Linked DNA regions of Mus musculus: regions 2, 3, 4 and 5 are each linked to region 1. A link is a contact called in public Hi-C, HiChIP or PLAC-seq and promoter capture Hi-C data. All regions are on one chromosome and are shown on one strand. Each heading gives the region's core, a stretch centred on a gene start, on an enhancer-like site or on the middle of the called end of the contact. The rest is flanking DNA. Distances are from core to core; before and after follow the strand shown.

Region 1 (2,700 bases), core at 3-2,502:
CAGGATGTCTACACTCACCACTTAAAGCCCACAGCGCTGCTTGAGTTAAAACCGATCTGGACTACAGTCTTCTGAAGGGAAGAAGTTGTTGCTGTTGTGCTGGGTGCAAAGATAACTCAGTACATTTGTCAGGATAATTCAGCTATTCATTGTTCACCTGGGCAGTTTCATTCCAAGCAGCAGAAAAGAAAAACAAGGGCTGCAGAGATGGCTCAGCAGTTAAGAGCACTGACTGCTCTCTCAGAGGTCCTGAGTTCAATTCCCAGCAACCACACGGTGGCTCACAACCATCTATGATGGGATCTGATGTCCTCTTCTGGTGCATCTGAAGACAGTGATGGTGAACTCACACATAAATAAGTCAGAAAAGAAAAATGAGAAGAAAGAAAACATTTTTAAAAAAATAAATAGGGCTGGCGAAATGGCTCAGTGGTTAAGAGTGCTGACTGCTCTTCCGAAGGTCCCGAGTTCAAATCCCAGCAACCACATGGTGCCTCACAACCATTCGTAACAAAATCTGATGCACTCTTCTGGAATATCTGAGGACAGCTACAGTGTACTTACATATAATAAATAAATCTAAAACAAACAAACAAACAAACAAAGGATACAGGCAAAACATGGTCGGGGAAAAGCCTATTCTCTCCTAGGGAGTTAAGAATGAAAATTTCACAGCAAAGCCTTCTGCTTAGATTTACTAAAAAGAAAGTTTTCAGATTTTCAGAGAGATCCTCTCCTCAACTGAAATCCCATCGGTGGGAGCCTTGCCTGAGGCTTGTGTGGACGCAGGAAGGAAGTTATCAGGTGGTGAGGACCATTTCACATTAAATTACTTCTGTATGTGCACATCAAAGGATGCAAACTAAGAGACGACTACAGAGCGTAGACCACAGACTGAGAGTGAGAGTTCCATCCAGGGCTCAGATGGTGGAAGGAGAGAACCGGCTCCTGCCAGTTGGCCCTTATCCACCACTGTCCCTGTCCATCTAGCCACCCGCTCCTATTCAAAATCTATTATATTTATTTAAATGTTATAAAAATTAGAGAGAAAAGGAGTTGGTAAGAGTGGTTGTATTTGAGAGTTGTCTGTGGGGTGTGGAGCGTGAGAGCGAGACGGAAAAACCCAAACTCTTCTTTATTATCCAAAATATACCTTAAAACTTCCCAGTTCTGAGACTAGATCCTAGTACAGCGTATGATTGGGGGAGGGACTGGGGAGGTAGCAAATGAATCAAAGACGCTTTCAGATTTGTCCTCCTCTGCTACCTCCCCTCCTGCGATACAAATCACTGGAGGGGATCAGTGTCTCCACCCTGGAGTGAGCCAGAGGTCGGACTGTAGCTCGCGGCTGAGCCAGTCGCTGCTGATGCAATCCGCAGCGGAGCGCGCCCAGCTCTCCATCTTCCGCGCTTGCCGACCGACCCTGAGCGCCACGTGTCACTGCACAGCCGCCTCCTCCAGAGGAGACTCACATTTGCACCCAGGAGCCGGAGCCACGACCCAAGCCACGAGAAATGAAGGTAAGCGTATTGCTGAAGTTCATGCTGGAATGCAGCTACTCACCCACCCGGAATATCTCGGACACTGGGTGGAGAGAGGAGGATGGAAGGACCAACTTGCTTTGTCCCCCGTCCTGGGCTACTAAGCGTGGGGATCTGGCCTCGTATCCACCCGCAGATGCTCCCGCTCCGGTTCTTGTCCTGGTTCTGTAAATGCGGTACCCAGATTTAGAGGATGCCACAGCGCCTCTCCTACATGCTCCCTAGGCGGGAAGAAGGACCGTATCGTTGCGTTTGAGCTGCCCAGAGATAGGGTTTGGCGAGGATGCTCGGACGCTCTTCTGGGTAGTTGTAATAGAAGGGGGAGGAGGACCCTCTTATCTGCCGAAAGCAGATCGCTTGTCTTTTAAGGTCCAGGTTCCAAGTGGAAGCTTCCGAGTTACGGACCACTCGAGCTTCAGGACCAGAGAGTGCAGGCGGTGAACTCTAATTATCATCTGAGATAGCTAGCCCAGAGGCCAGCCTGAGGCGTTTTAAGATATTTTCCAGAGCCAGAGCTCTGGCTGTCTGAAAAACTGCCAGATCTGAAAAGTTTCCTTTCCGAAGGGAAATGATGCTCTGTCGGCTGTGCAGTCACCTAGTCTCCCGCAAGGAATATTCGAGTAATAAAACGTGGGTTTCGGGGAGCTACAGAGCGGAGCCACGTTTCAGTTTCTGAGGAGGCGGAGGAAGTTAGACACTCAGACTGCTCAAGCCTAGCTGGAGGGAATCCACACGTCACGTCTCCATCCCCACTGTGCCGCCCTCGCTCCTAGCCCTGACAGATAGATAGATAGATAGATACCCTTTCTCTTTTTCTCTCTCTTTTTCTCTTTTCCTTTTTCTCGTTTTCTCATTTTCTCGTTTTCTAATTTTCTCGTTTTCTCTTCTCATCTCTCTCTCCTCTCCTTGCCTCCCCTCTCTTCTCTCCTTTTCTTTACATTCTTTACCTTATCTCACTAAATCATATGCCTTTATAATTTTATCCACATGCATTTAATGTATTCACTATCTCTCTTAATCATTTGTTCATTCTGTATATATCTACCTTAAAATATAAGTTCCTAGACTCCATAGATGGGCAGTCTGTGTATAGGGAAAAGCTGGAAGCCACAAGCCAGCTGAGCAAGGGGTTTAAATTCCCCAGCTGTGGTCCCCTTGG
Region 2 (2,700 bases), core at 186-2,685, 1.7 Mb after region 1:
GACACAAATAACCATTGAGGGAAACAAAGGCATGAACTTAAGGCTAAAATCCTAGCGCAACAACAACAGAAGCCTAAAATTTGTGATTATGCTTACGTGGATAAAATATTACTCATCCTGAGAATGTAAAAGTATAGTTAGCAAAATGTAGGGTATAATAGGTAGGGGCAAAAATATTCTTATCTTTTAGTGTGGAGAATGAAAAAAAATATAACCAAGAGGTTATAAGAAGCAAAACTATTAACATTTTACAAATAATAATTATAATCAATAATAAGATATAGGCACACAATAATATAGGCTGAAAATAGAACTATCAGATTTTTGCCACCAGGAACAAATGCAGAAAGCCAGACACAGCTCTCAGGGGATCTTCAATGAACAGAGCTATTGTCTCAATATATGCAGAGACAAGTAAATATCTGTAAATCACCCAGAGACATAAAGATATGCAGTAAGAAAGCAAGCTTAATTCAGATTGACCCAAAACTATCATGAACAGGATGAGAGACGTTATGCCGACAGTATCTCTAGCTATGTTTCAACTTAGATGTGCTCCGATTTATCTCAGCAGCTGAAGTATCAACCCACTAGCCAGCTGCCAGAAACAATGTGGGTGAGTGGGTTCGCTCTCCTCTGCAGCGGCTATGAGCAAGGGCCAGCCAGAACCTTAGCAAGCAGACAGGGACGTGGAACACCCACCCAGACACACTCAGCTTATACGCGTAATACATTTGGAAGTGGTTTACTCGGTGAAACGCTTTTGCTTGGCCCGGAAACGTCCCTGTATGCAAAGATACCACACTGTTATAGGATAACAGGAAATCAAGCAAGCAAACAACAACAACAACAAAAGCTGAGGCGCTCCCTTTATCATAGCGTGCTTTGTGTTTATTTTAAGAGTGTTCAAAAACCCACTCCGTGCAGTTAGGTTTTACAGCTCCTGAAGATGAGCTGCAGATTCACAGATATTTCTGAGCGTCCCCATCAGCATACGAGAGCCGCCTTCACAGCTGGCCCTGGGCGTCCTTTAGTCTGCCTCTTCTAAATCGGTGGGAAGCCCCCCTCAGATCTCCTTTTGCGAACATTTTCTCTCCTGGCAGCGGGGAACCACAAAGGGCAAAGCGATGGATCTGCCGCTGGTGTGGAAATTTCCACACAACACGATCGCTAACTAGCACAAGGACGCGGTCGGGCGGGAAACCTAAGGTTCTATTCATTATTGCTGGATGGTTTATTATTTAAAGAAAGAAAGAAAGAAACTGGAGCTTATAGGAAAAATGCAGAATGTATGTGGAAGATTTTTTTTTATGAGAGAGAAGGAGAAAGAAAAAGAGAGGAGAGAAAGGAAGCAGAATCAATGCCTTCCTGAGGACACCCCACAGGCACTCACCAGAGGAAATCGAGATGCCGCCAGTTTGGCTGGGGTTCAGCGCCATCTGCATAGTATTTAAAAGTGCCAGCCAAACTCTGAGCTATTTCACTGGAGTTAGTAAGGAAGGGCTCCAATCTATATCTGAAACTCAAACTCTCCCGCTCGTGGGGCGGGCGTGACTGGAAAGAGCTTATGGGGGTCAAGGAACTGCCACAGCGTGGGGAGCCTTTTCCAGCCCCATACAACCTTGCGCTTGCAGGGGCCAGATTGTTTCTCCTTGAATGATGTGGGAATTCTTCCGGGATGTGGGAGGTAGAAAAAGGTATAAGATAAAGAAAATAGTGCTGGTAGACACTCTGACAGGGAGTGTGCTGTTTGGAGGTCTGGACAACCATTAATTCAATCCTCTGCAGTCCCCTCCTCTCATATAATTGTGTAAATCTACCAAGAAAGTGACTCCTAGTTTTTGGATGAGGAATTCTTGTCCTGATATGATTTTCCCCCCTTCAGAATCTACTTATCTGCTCTCATGTAACTGAGTATTCAAAGGTGGCCCTCACTTTCTTTTAAGATGCATGAGGCATTTAACAAAAACCCAGAGTAAAACAAGATACTGAGGAAACACGGCTAATAGAGAACACAGCTAGCATCTATTGGACATCTGTTAATACCAAGCTCAGCTTTTCATATAGCAAGTTCAGTTGACCCTGTCACAAAGCCGTAAGCGACATCTTGCTACGCCACTCATTGGAAGATAAGGACACTATGTCAGAAGGTATTTATTATATCCTCCTGGGAGGAGACCCCCAAACTGGCAAGTCAACCCAAAGTGTTGAGCCCTTGAGTCTCTGCCCTCCTGATATTGATTACTGCCATCCATGTTTTATATTAAAACTAACAGCTTATTGATACTTATCACAGGCTCATGGGGTTACAGTGCTCAGCAAGTGCCACTTGGGGTGTCAGGAGCAGCTATAGTCAAATGGCAGCTAAAACAAGACTCAAACAGGATGATTCAGGTGGGATATCTAAACTGACCTTTCTCTCAAATTCAGCTTAATAAAGATAGCTAGGGGCTGATGTACTATCTATCTATCTATCTATCTATCTATCTATCTATCTATGTATCTATCTATGTATTTATCTATGTATCTATCTATGTATCTATCTATGTATCTATCTTTATCTATTTATCTGTCTCTATCTCTAGGGATGCCTTACAGTATGGAGGCATCAGATAGTAGTCTTTCTACCAACCTCATCATCATCACCATGATCATCATTATCATCACCATCACTATCTCATTAAGAGCTCGTGTACCTCA
Region 3 (2,700 bases), core at 142-2,641, 1.5 Mb before region 1:
ATATATATATGTGCGTGTATGTGTATATATATATATATATATATATTGCTTGCTCTGTGCCAACACTGAGATAGCATTTGTTTTAAACATGAATAAGACATGATTCCAGACTCAAGTTCAAGCTGGCAGGAGAGACAGGTAATTGAACAAATAATACATCCTAATGAATACTGCAAAACTATGTCAAGAGCTATCCGAGTTCATTGTACTGTCAATGTCACCGGAGGGAGTCTAAAAAGAATCATCTATGAATTGGGTTTTGATAGATGATAAGACAGAAGGAAAAGCAAGCATTCTAGCAGACTATATGGACTCACATGGCACAGTGTTTGGAAAGGAATTAGGGGTGGCAATAAGATGACACTGAAAAGGTAAAATATGATGAGATAGGATGGTAAAAAACCCTGATGAATCGATATGCTTAAATTAGAACTTGAAAAAGTTTCAGGCGAATACATGTCACAGTAAGTATGGAAGGCTGAGGCGGGGACACCGGTTTGGGGTGGAGGAAGGGCAACTGTAACAGTCACAGTGAAAGAAGCAAAAAAACCTGGTGCAGTGTGAGTGGAATACAGAACGTAGGCAGTTCTGAGGTCCGTGTTCTGGAAAGGAGGACGGGAAGAAAAGAGAGTCCTCACTCTTGAGGAGCAGACACAGATGCTGGTAGCAATATAAAAAGCATGTGTCTTTCAAAGAAAACCTTAGAATGGGATAAAGAAAGAATGCGTGCAGACCACACACACCAATAAGCATCCTGTCCACACACATCACTCTGAAAGCAGAGAACTGCACTGTTCTTGAAAATGGTGGAATGCACACACTTGGAGCTTCTGAAACATTTGTCTGGAGAAAACCAGTTTTTCAACTTGAAACCGAATTTGGAAGGCCGCTGAGGGACTCAAACGATCCCAGCAGCTCCCTCAGGACCGTGGCTAAGTCCCAGGCGCAAACGCGGTCAAGTGTGCTGAGGTAAACTCAACAGTGACAAGTCCCTCAGGCCACCGCCCACGGAGCTCCCGAGTGGCAGGAAGGGGAACCCGGAAGGGGTGTCCCGCGGCGTGCAGGCCCAGGGTTTTCAGGGAACTTTCCGTACCTCAGTTCCCGGCAGGACCTCAGGGAGAGCACGGAGAGAGGAAGCCCGGCTCAGAGGCTCGCCCACGCGTGTAGTTATTCCACTGCGCTTCAGTCCCCCTGGGGCGACGACCACCCGCGAGGTGGAGTGCCCACGGAGTGGTCTCCGCGCCCTCGCTGCGCCTGCTCAGCGAGCGGACGCACAGTCCTGCTCACACAGCGGCGGGACGTACGGGAAACCCACTCGTCTCGGCCCCATCCCGGGCGGACCAGAACCTCCGCGACCCGCAGCCGCTGAGCGACAAGCCTCGCGAGACTTCCCTCTGCTGGTTCCCGAAGGCCCCACCCCCGGTAAACGGCTGGCCGTTGATTGGAGAACGGGGAGGGGGCGGGGCTTCTCTCCTCGCCCCCCTCTCAAGGTTTTGCTCTGCCGCTCGCACACTCTCGCGTGTTTTCCGAGGGGCTACCGGCCCGGACTGGAGGCGGAGAGGGGAGGTTGGGTGGGTAGGCTCTGCCTGTCCAGAGCCGAGGCTGGCTTGTCCCGGCCGTGGCTTAGTACTTTGTGGGGGGATCTCTCGGGTCGTCCTGACCGTTCTTCCCTACGGTTGATTGGGAACAAATGTTAAAGGCTTTTTTTTTCCCCTCACTTGCTCCGCCCTCTTCCGGTTCGGCCTCTGGTGGCTTCTAAGGAGAAGGGAAGATGGCGGGGCTGTGCGAGAGCGCCGTGCGCACGCGCGAGTCCGAGTGCGCTCTTGTGCTTGCACGCGCATGCGCGCGCCCCTGCGTTTAAGCAGCCGGAGTGTTGGGAGATGAGCCGGGCAGTCAGTCTTCTGCGGGTTGTACCAGACCGACTGTGCGCCGACTCCCCACCCACCCTCGTCCGCCTTCTCTCTCAGCCTCCGTTCATTCACTGCAGGACCAGGCACGAAAGTAAGCGAACCTCGATGCCGAGGTCTTCCCCATCCACTCACCTCGTTCGCCGCCCCCCACCCCCCTTGCAGTCAGGTGTGTGCAGAAGGTTTGCAGACAGGGACTTTGGCGGGGAGGGGCGGTGCGTTCCAGAGCAGCAGGAGGTAATAGCGGGACCCTAAGGTGGTTTGTTACCTTGAACACTTGCTGTTTCCCAGGTGCTTTAGAATGTAGGTTTAAAAAAAAAATTTTTTTTTTTTTGGTCTGTAAAATTTTAGGAGCGAAGCAGGGCAGTGCACCACATGTTCTGTGTTTATAAGAAAAAGTTTTAGAAGTGTTTTCTCTTCGCCAGCATGGGATAGCATCTGCTTGTTGTGGTCTACGTGGTGAATTACTGTAGTGTATTGCAAGTGGAGGGAGAGGATGAGTTTGAAGCCATAGAAAGACGCAATATGCAGTTACCGTAGGAGATGTGTGTCTATTTTGGGTTGTACTTTTGCTGTCAGTCTTTTCCTGTTGATTTCCCTTAGCCCCTAACAAGGATCACCATAAATACATTTGAGGAATTAGATCTGTGATTTGTAGGCATAAGAATCAAATACAATGTGCACAGATGTTTTCTTCTATTTTAAGTGCTTTGTAAAAGAAAAAAAGAAGTATGAACTAACTTCATTTGGTAGATAGACTGCATGGTATGATGTGGCATATTCTTTGAACTGG
Region 4 (2,700 bases), core at 19-2,518, 1.9 Mb after region 1:
TAATATTTCCCAGTATTAATAATGTCCATTACTCTTAATAACTAATTCCTTCAGACAAGAATTTCTCCTTGAGGTCTCAAAGGTGAACAGATAATGAAAACACACCCTAGAATCTGATGTGCACACTCACTTCCCAAGGAGGGGCTTCTAGATCATCCAGATTCTCAGGGCATCCTTAACCTTTAAAAAAAATGATCAGCTTAAAGGCTAGCATTGATTTTTATAATCTTTAAATAATTGCACCAGTGACACACAACACAAAGCAAATAATGGATGAATTTGAATTTTCAAAAATATTTTTGATTTTTTTTACTACTGCTTGAAGCCCTCACCACTGTAGGAAAAATCCAGTTAAACTGGTCAAATCTCAATGCAAGAAAACTAGTCTTCCATTTATTAAAGCATGTTAAAGCCAAAAACGAACTAAACAAGGCTATATAATTATAACAAGACACATGTCTTGACCTTATCTTATTACAAATGAAAAGAAAAGTCACCTATTTGAGAGTCGGACCCTTTCCAGCCCAGCTCTTAGACATGGAGAAACAGCGGTGAGGAAAGTTCACAGGAATTCTGTGTAAGAGCTTGGCAAGAGGATGTGAGCGAGGAAATACCCACCTCCAGCCCAGGCCAGCACACATCACTCTCACTGTAAGAGCAGGGACTGGCAACAGCTGTGTGAGGCTGAGCCTGGGGAGGGACACAAGAGCCCTCGTGGTACATGGGAAGTAGTCAAATGCTAGGAGAGAAATGGAGGCTCTACTACACAGAACACAAGCACAGTAGCAGGAGAGGAAGGGCTGCAAGAGCATTTCCACAAAGGGGAAACACGGCATTTAACATTCTCACCCAGGTATGACTGAAATACAGTGGGCCTAGCGCATGCGTCTGAAAAGGCTCATGCAAACAACTCAGGAAAACCAGTGGGTCACACCCAGGCACACACAGAAAGAGGAGAGAGGGATGCTGGGAAGAAAGGGCTCAGCAGGAATGGGGAAAGAACAAGAGAATACTGGAGGAGGAAGGACCGCCGTACACCAGAAACTGTGACACTGTCAGGCAGTAAAAATAAACACTGAAAACAAACATCCAGCAATCTCAGTCAGTGCTCCTTAATAACTAAGGAATGCAGGGGACTGTTTGTTGGGTTTTAAAACAGGGTCTTGCTCTGTAGCCCTGGCTGCCCTGTCACTCACTACATAGACAGCACAGGTCTCTAACTCACAAAATTTCCATGCCTCAGTCTCCTGCGAGCTAGGATTACAGACATGCACCATTGCGTCTGGCTAGAGTCCTGCTGGACGCTGACTGTCTTGGGCTGCTCTACTCTCACACACAGTAGTCTAGAGTAAATCAATTCAGGATTAGTGTATTCTTCTCGAGAGCACGAGGCTCTCTCCAGGATGGTAGAACTGTTCTGTACTTAAGGGCCTTCAGCTTATAGGGGCAGACACCTGTCAAATTCTACAAGTAGCATGCTTAAAACTTGTTTTTAAAGGCAGGTTTCCACTATGTTGCCTAGGTTACCTTGAATTTCTCAGGCAACAGATATCCCACGCTTTCAGTTTCCCAATGGCTGCAATGCTACTCCACATCACCACCCCCAGCTTGCTATGCTAAGCCTGGCACAGTACACTTCAGTGCATGCTGAGCTCTAAACACACTACACTGTAAAGAACTTGGGGATGGAAACCACGCAGGTCTGCAACTCAGTGAAGATAAAGTAAGAAAGGAAGACAGACTGATGAATGAGCAGGTGAGGTGGGATACAGCACAAACTTGTCAATCGTAGAGACTCTAGGTACCAGGTACAGGGTTAGAAAGAGTTAGGTCTATATCTGTATTTGTAGATATTTAAACTCAGTACTCTATAAACATGGCTTTTATTTTAAAGATATGGTGGTACTCCAAGCAGGCAAGCAAAGGTATATATGTGTATGAATATATTGATTTTTATAAGCAAACTGTTTATATGACTATGTACCTATTTCTGCTTGTTTCATCAGTAACGTTTCAAAGACAAGATTCTGTTTGTTTCTGTTATTTCTTTAATAGGGACTGGGGGAGGAGGAGCCTAAAACCTACCCAAGAATGACCCTGAATTTCCTGTCCTTTGTTTCTACCTTCCAAGTACTGGGATTACAGTACTGGCACACCCACTTACTCGACGCTGGCTGAAGATGGAGGAGGATGGCTGAGGATGGCTGAGGCTCTGTATGTACTAGGTCAGCAGTTAGCAACTGAGCTACATCTGGTACCACAAGGACAGCTCCACTGAGGCTGATCTGTGTCGGTCAAGCAGGAAGGGCTAAGAAATCTCTATAAACCTCCTAGCAAGTCAGATTTGTATTAAATGTTAAAATAAACCCATGGGAAAGATCTTCTACATCACTAAAACAATAAGTTCTGTGTTAGTAAGAGCAGAATGGATCTTGTTTAGAGCCAATCAGAGGACAGTAGTACAGACTTTCCTACCTACCGTGTACAAAACTAAAACCATTCCAATAAAAGGCCTTCATTTTCTTCTACTTTTGTTTTGCCTAAATGCCAATCAACTTCTTGTGTTTTACTGAATAGAAAATGGACAATGATTAACATCCCTTAAATTTAAAGTTATAGTAAGACTTATACATGGGCTCTTATGAAGAAATTGGGATGAGGGTAAGAAACAAATTAACTAAAGTCATTGTCAAAGCAAAG
Region 5 (2,700 bases), core at 108-2,607, 2.0 Mb after region 1:
TTATTCTTTTTCTTCTTTTGAGCAGGACATTTTCTTTGGAAGAATTCAGTTTTGCCCATGGGCAAAATTCCTTTCTCAGGAGGACTCTTTTTGAAAGGGCGTTTCTGGTTCATTACCACTTCAAGTAATTTTTCTATCCTGTTTTAGTATTTTTGAAGTTAAAAAGACCATGCTGATATCTTCATTTAGGAATTTTCCATTCCTGATAAATTCAGTGCTGTGATTTTTTTCCCACTGGCATTTTCAGTGTTGATTTCAGTATTTACTACAGAGTGTATTGCCAATGCTGGGTTTGCCATAGTGTAGGAAGTGCTCTTGTTCCATCCTGTGTGTGGGCTTCAACCCCAATCATTTTCTGATAGTCTGAAGCAGTATCTAATACCCCACTTTGACAGGCTCATGATGTATCTAGAGTGGGGTCAATTTACAGAGACCTAGTGAGGTCTTCTTCGGGCTCATTTCTCACACTGACTACATGTACCGCTGGAGGTTCGTTTCTTGCTGACTTTTAGCCAGCACTGTAGACCTTTCCTTTAGGCGTGTGAATGCTTAATACTTAGAGAGCTGGATGTGCAGGCACAAACCCATCACCTTAGCACTTGTGACAATACACCAGGAAGACTGCCACATTCAAAGCCAGCCTGGGCTGCATACCAAGGAGAGGCCAGCAGGCAAGATGTTGCCTCAAAAAAGAAAGTTCACACTGACACACAAAGTTCACACTGACATAAGGAAGTGTGAAGTGCCATCTATAACCCAGTACACAGTACAATTGCCTGTGACTGAAATAAGTCTTTGAAGAAATAATATTTATTTTCACTAGCTGAGATGCGTGTGTGTAATTTTTTGTCCCTTTTCCTTTTTTTTTTTTTTTTTTTTTTTTTTTTTTTTTTTTTTTTCTTTTTTGAGCCAAACTTTTCGTCTGTTGCCCAGGCTGGCTAAGAACTCGATGCAATCCTCCTGCCTCCACTTTCCAAGTTCTGGGTTGACAGGTGTGCGTCCCCACACCTGACTCTAACCAGAGGATTCTTACTGAAATTCATAGAAAACCACTACTCGCATCAGTACCCCTTCCTGGTGGCCGTCTCAGGAAACACTAAAAGTAGACTCCTCTAGTATGCTTGGCAGCAGCAGTCTGTCCAAGGGCCAACAAAATGAAGCGCGGCTGGGTTGTCACCAGCGCCGGGTGCCCAGAGCGCTGGAGCGTGTCCTCAGCACGGCTCCTGCACCTAACCGACCCGAGGCTGGGTAGATGATGCAGGGCTCGACCGGTTCCCCTGCTCTCCAGCTCAGCCCCGCCCCTCTCCCATGGCCCCGCGAATTCAAATCGGCCCCGCCGCAGGGCAGAGCACCGAGAGATCGATCGCTCCCGCCCCTCGAGCCGCCATTTTTGGAAGGTGGGAGGAGAAAGGTGGGTGGGCGCGGTGCCTGCTTTGCGGGATGCTGACTGGACTTGGCGGCTCTCTGCAGCACGTCAGGGGTAGGGCAGCACGGCTGGCCGGCGCCCTTCCTCCGGCTGCTTCTCCGGAATGAGGCCTCGGTGGCCGCGCGGGACGACTCGGTTCCTGCTCAGAGCGTGAGTGCGGCGCGCGCGCCCTCCGCTGTCAGTTGGCGCGCGCTCCCGACGCCTCTCCGCGCGCCCCCGCGCCCCCCCCCCCCGGGCTCGCGCTCGCTCGCTCGCTCGGCGCAGACTCGCTTGTTTGTTTCTGCAGGAATCCTAGGAGAGGCCGAAGCCGCCGTGATGCCGGGGAAGCTGAAGGTGAAAATTGTGGCCGGTCGCCATTTGCCGGTGATGGACCGTGCCAGTGACCTGACGGATGCCTTCGTGGAGGTTGGTTCCTGGTCCTGCCCCCCAGAGCACGGGGCGCCGAGCCCTGCCCTTCCCGCGGTCCCCGGCTCCGTGGAGGGATGCCCGCCCGCCCCCAGCCCGTGAGATGTGGCCATCGGTCCTGGACACGTCCCGCTGCCAAGCTCGCGGTCAGGGCGTCGGTCCGACCACCTGCCGGTCCGAGGCGTGGCAGCGGAGACGCTCGCCACGACCTCGTTTGCGGTTAGGAGGTTAAGGGCCATTGCTGCAGCAAGTCCACGCAGCCAGCCCTCTGGGGACACCCACAGCCCCACGGTGCGACTACATCCAACCCGTACCCCAACACCGTCTGAATCATCAGTGCAAGTCACACACAACAGCAGCACTAAAGCTGCCCTTGTGTAGACTGGTAGGGAGGTGAGCTGTTTCAGGGTAATTTATTGCCTCGAGGTAGGAAGTCAATTAAGTGCCATGGGTTTCAATTGCAAAATTGCTCTTTAAGTCTAATGATTAGTTTAAAAGTCATGCAAATTAGCACAGGCCTACTGTCCGGAAGTTAATAACTCACAACCTGAAAGAAGCCAAGGAGAAATTGTAATAAAAGTTGACATAATGAGGCAGACCATTAGAGCAATAATCATTTGGGCTATTAATGCTTAGGGTTCAAAGACATATGACAGTATACTTATACTCAATATATTCTTAAACGTTCCAGAACCTAATTAACTGCAATTCACTGTATTTTTTATTTTATTTATTTTTATGGCATTTGTTGAGTTCAACTTCATCTTTTATTGAAACAAACAAACACAAACCAAACTAACCCCCCCCCCCCAAAAAAAAAAACAAAAAACAAAAAACAAAACCCAAAGCAGTTTGCTCCTGGGCCAGAT

The links. Promoter capture Hi-C pulls out the DNA fragments that hold promoters and counts their contacts. Hi-C and Micro-C count contacts between places; a contact is called where the count stands out from the background. HiChIP or PLAC-seq counts read pairs in DNA pulled down with a chosen protein or histone mark.
Region 2: a promoter capture Hi-C map of hippocampal neurons shows a contact between it and region 1, with 4 times the contacts expected there. The contact joins the enhancer-like site here to the promoter of Bcat1 in region 1. A contact is called at or near these places in 7 of 39 promoter capture datasets (the 3T3-L1 cell line, 3T3-L1-derived adipocytes, cranial neural crest and 3 more) and 2 of 115 datasets of contacts at active chromatin or transcription factors (large pre-B cells and pro-B cells).
Region 3: a contact with region 1 is called in a Hi-C map of B cells, with 5 read pairs. The contact joins the promoter of Fgfr1op2 here to the promoter of Bcat1 in region 1. A contact is called at or near these places in 1 of 39 promoter capture datasets (pre-B cells), 1 of 484 Hi-C or Micro-C datasets (B cells) and 1 of 115 datasets of contacts at active chromatin or transcription factors (embryonic stem cells).
Region 4: a contact with region 1 is called in a promoter capture Hi-C map of hippocampal neurons, with 6 times the contacts expected there. The contact joins the enhancer-like site here to the promoter of Bcat1 in region 1. A contact is called at or near these places in 7 of 39 promoter capture datasets (the 3T3-L1 cell line, 3T3-L1-derived adipocytes, the HPC-7 cell line and 4 more), 3 of 115 datasets of contacts at active chromatin or transcription factors (the 230-238 cell line, embryonic stem cells and large pre-B cells) and 2 of 9 other capture datasets (adipose tissue and liver).
Region 5: an H3K4me3 HiChIP or PLAC-seq map of pro-B cells shows a contact between it and region 1, with 7 times the contacts expected there. The contact joins the promoter of C2cd5 here to the promoter of Bcat1 in region 1. A contact is called at or near these places in 3 of 39 promoter capture datasets (hippocampal neurons, liver and pre-B cells), 5 of 115 datasets of contacts at active chromatin or transcription factors (the 230-238 cell line, embryonic stem cells, large pre-B cells and 1 more) and 1 of 9 other capture datasets (embryonic stem cells).

Annotation. Positions count from the first base shown.
Region 1 is chr6:145,074,709-145,077,408 of GRCm38.p6, reverse strand. It overlaps Bcat1 (branched chain aminotransferase 1, cytosolic), which reads left to right and starts at 1,252. Exons shown (of 11, transcript NM_007532.5): 1 at 1,252-1,520. The coding sequence starts at 1,515.
Region 2 is chr6:143,413,541-143,416,240 of GRCm38.p6, reverse strand. No RefSeq gene overlaps it. Among named protein-coding and RNA genes, the nearest start is that of Gm31427, 38 kb to the left of the region's middle. Within about 2 kb of position 1,435, at least 22 of the 459 cell types and tissues checked have an H3K27ac peak or open chromatin away from gene starts, as enhancers often do. A contact at or near this core is called in hippocampal neurons, where this site is marked.
Region 3 is chr6:146,576,602-146,579,301 of GRCm38.p6, reverse strand. It overlaps Fgfr1op2 (FGFR1 oncogene partner 2), which reads right to left and starts at 1,391. Exons shown (of 7, transcript NM_026218.2): 1 at 1,094-1,391. Ints13 (integrator complex subunit 13) reads left to right here and starts at 1,467. Exons shown (of 18, transcript NM_138757.2): 1 at 1,467-2,001.
Region 4 is chr6:143,189,894-143,192,593 of GRCm38.p6, reverse strand. The region is part of intron 4 of Etnk1 (ethanolamine kinase 1); the gene reads right to left. Among named protein-coding and RNA genes, the nearest start is that of Etnk1, 24 kb to the right of the region's middle. Within about 2 kb of position 1,268, at least 42 of the 459 cell types and tissues checked have an H3K27ac peak or open chromatin away from gene starts, as enhancers often do. A contact at or near this core is called in embryonic stem cells and hippocampal neurons, where this site is marked.
Region 5 is chr6:143,098,809-143,101,508 of GRCm38.p6, reverse strand. C2cd5 (C2 calcium-dependent domain containing 5) reads left to right here and starts at 1,357. Exons shown (of 29, transcript NM_001362113.1): 1 at 1,357-1,576; 2 at 1,713-1,831. The coding sequence starts at 1,742.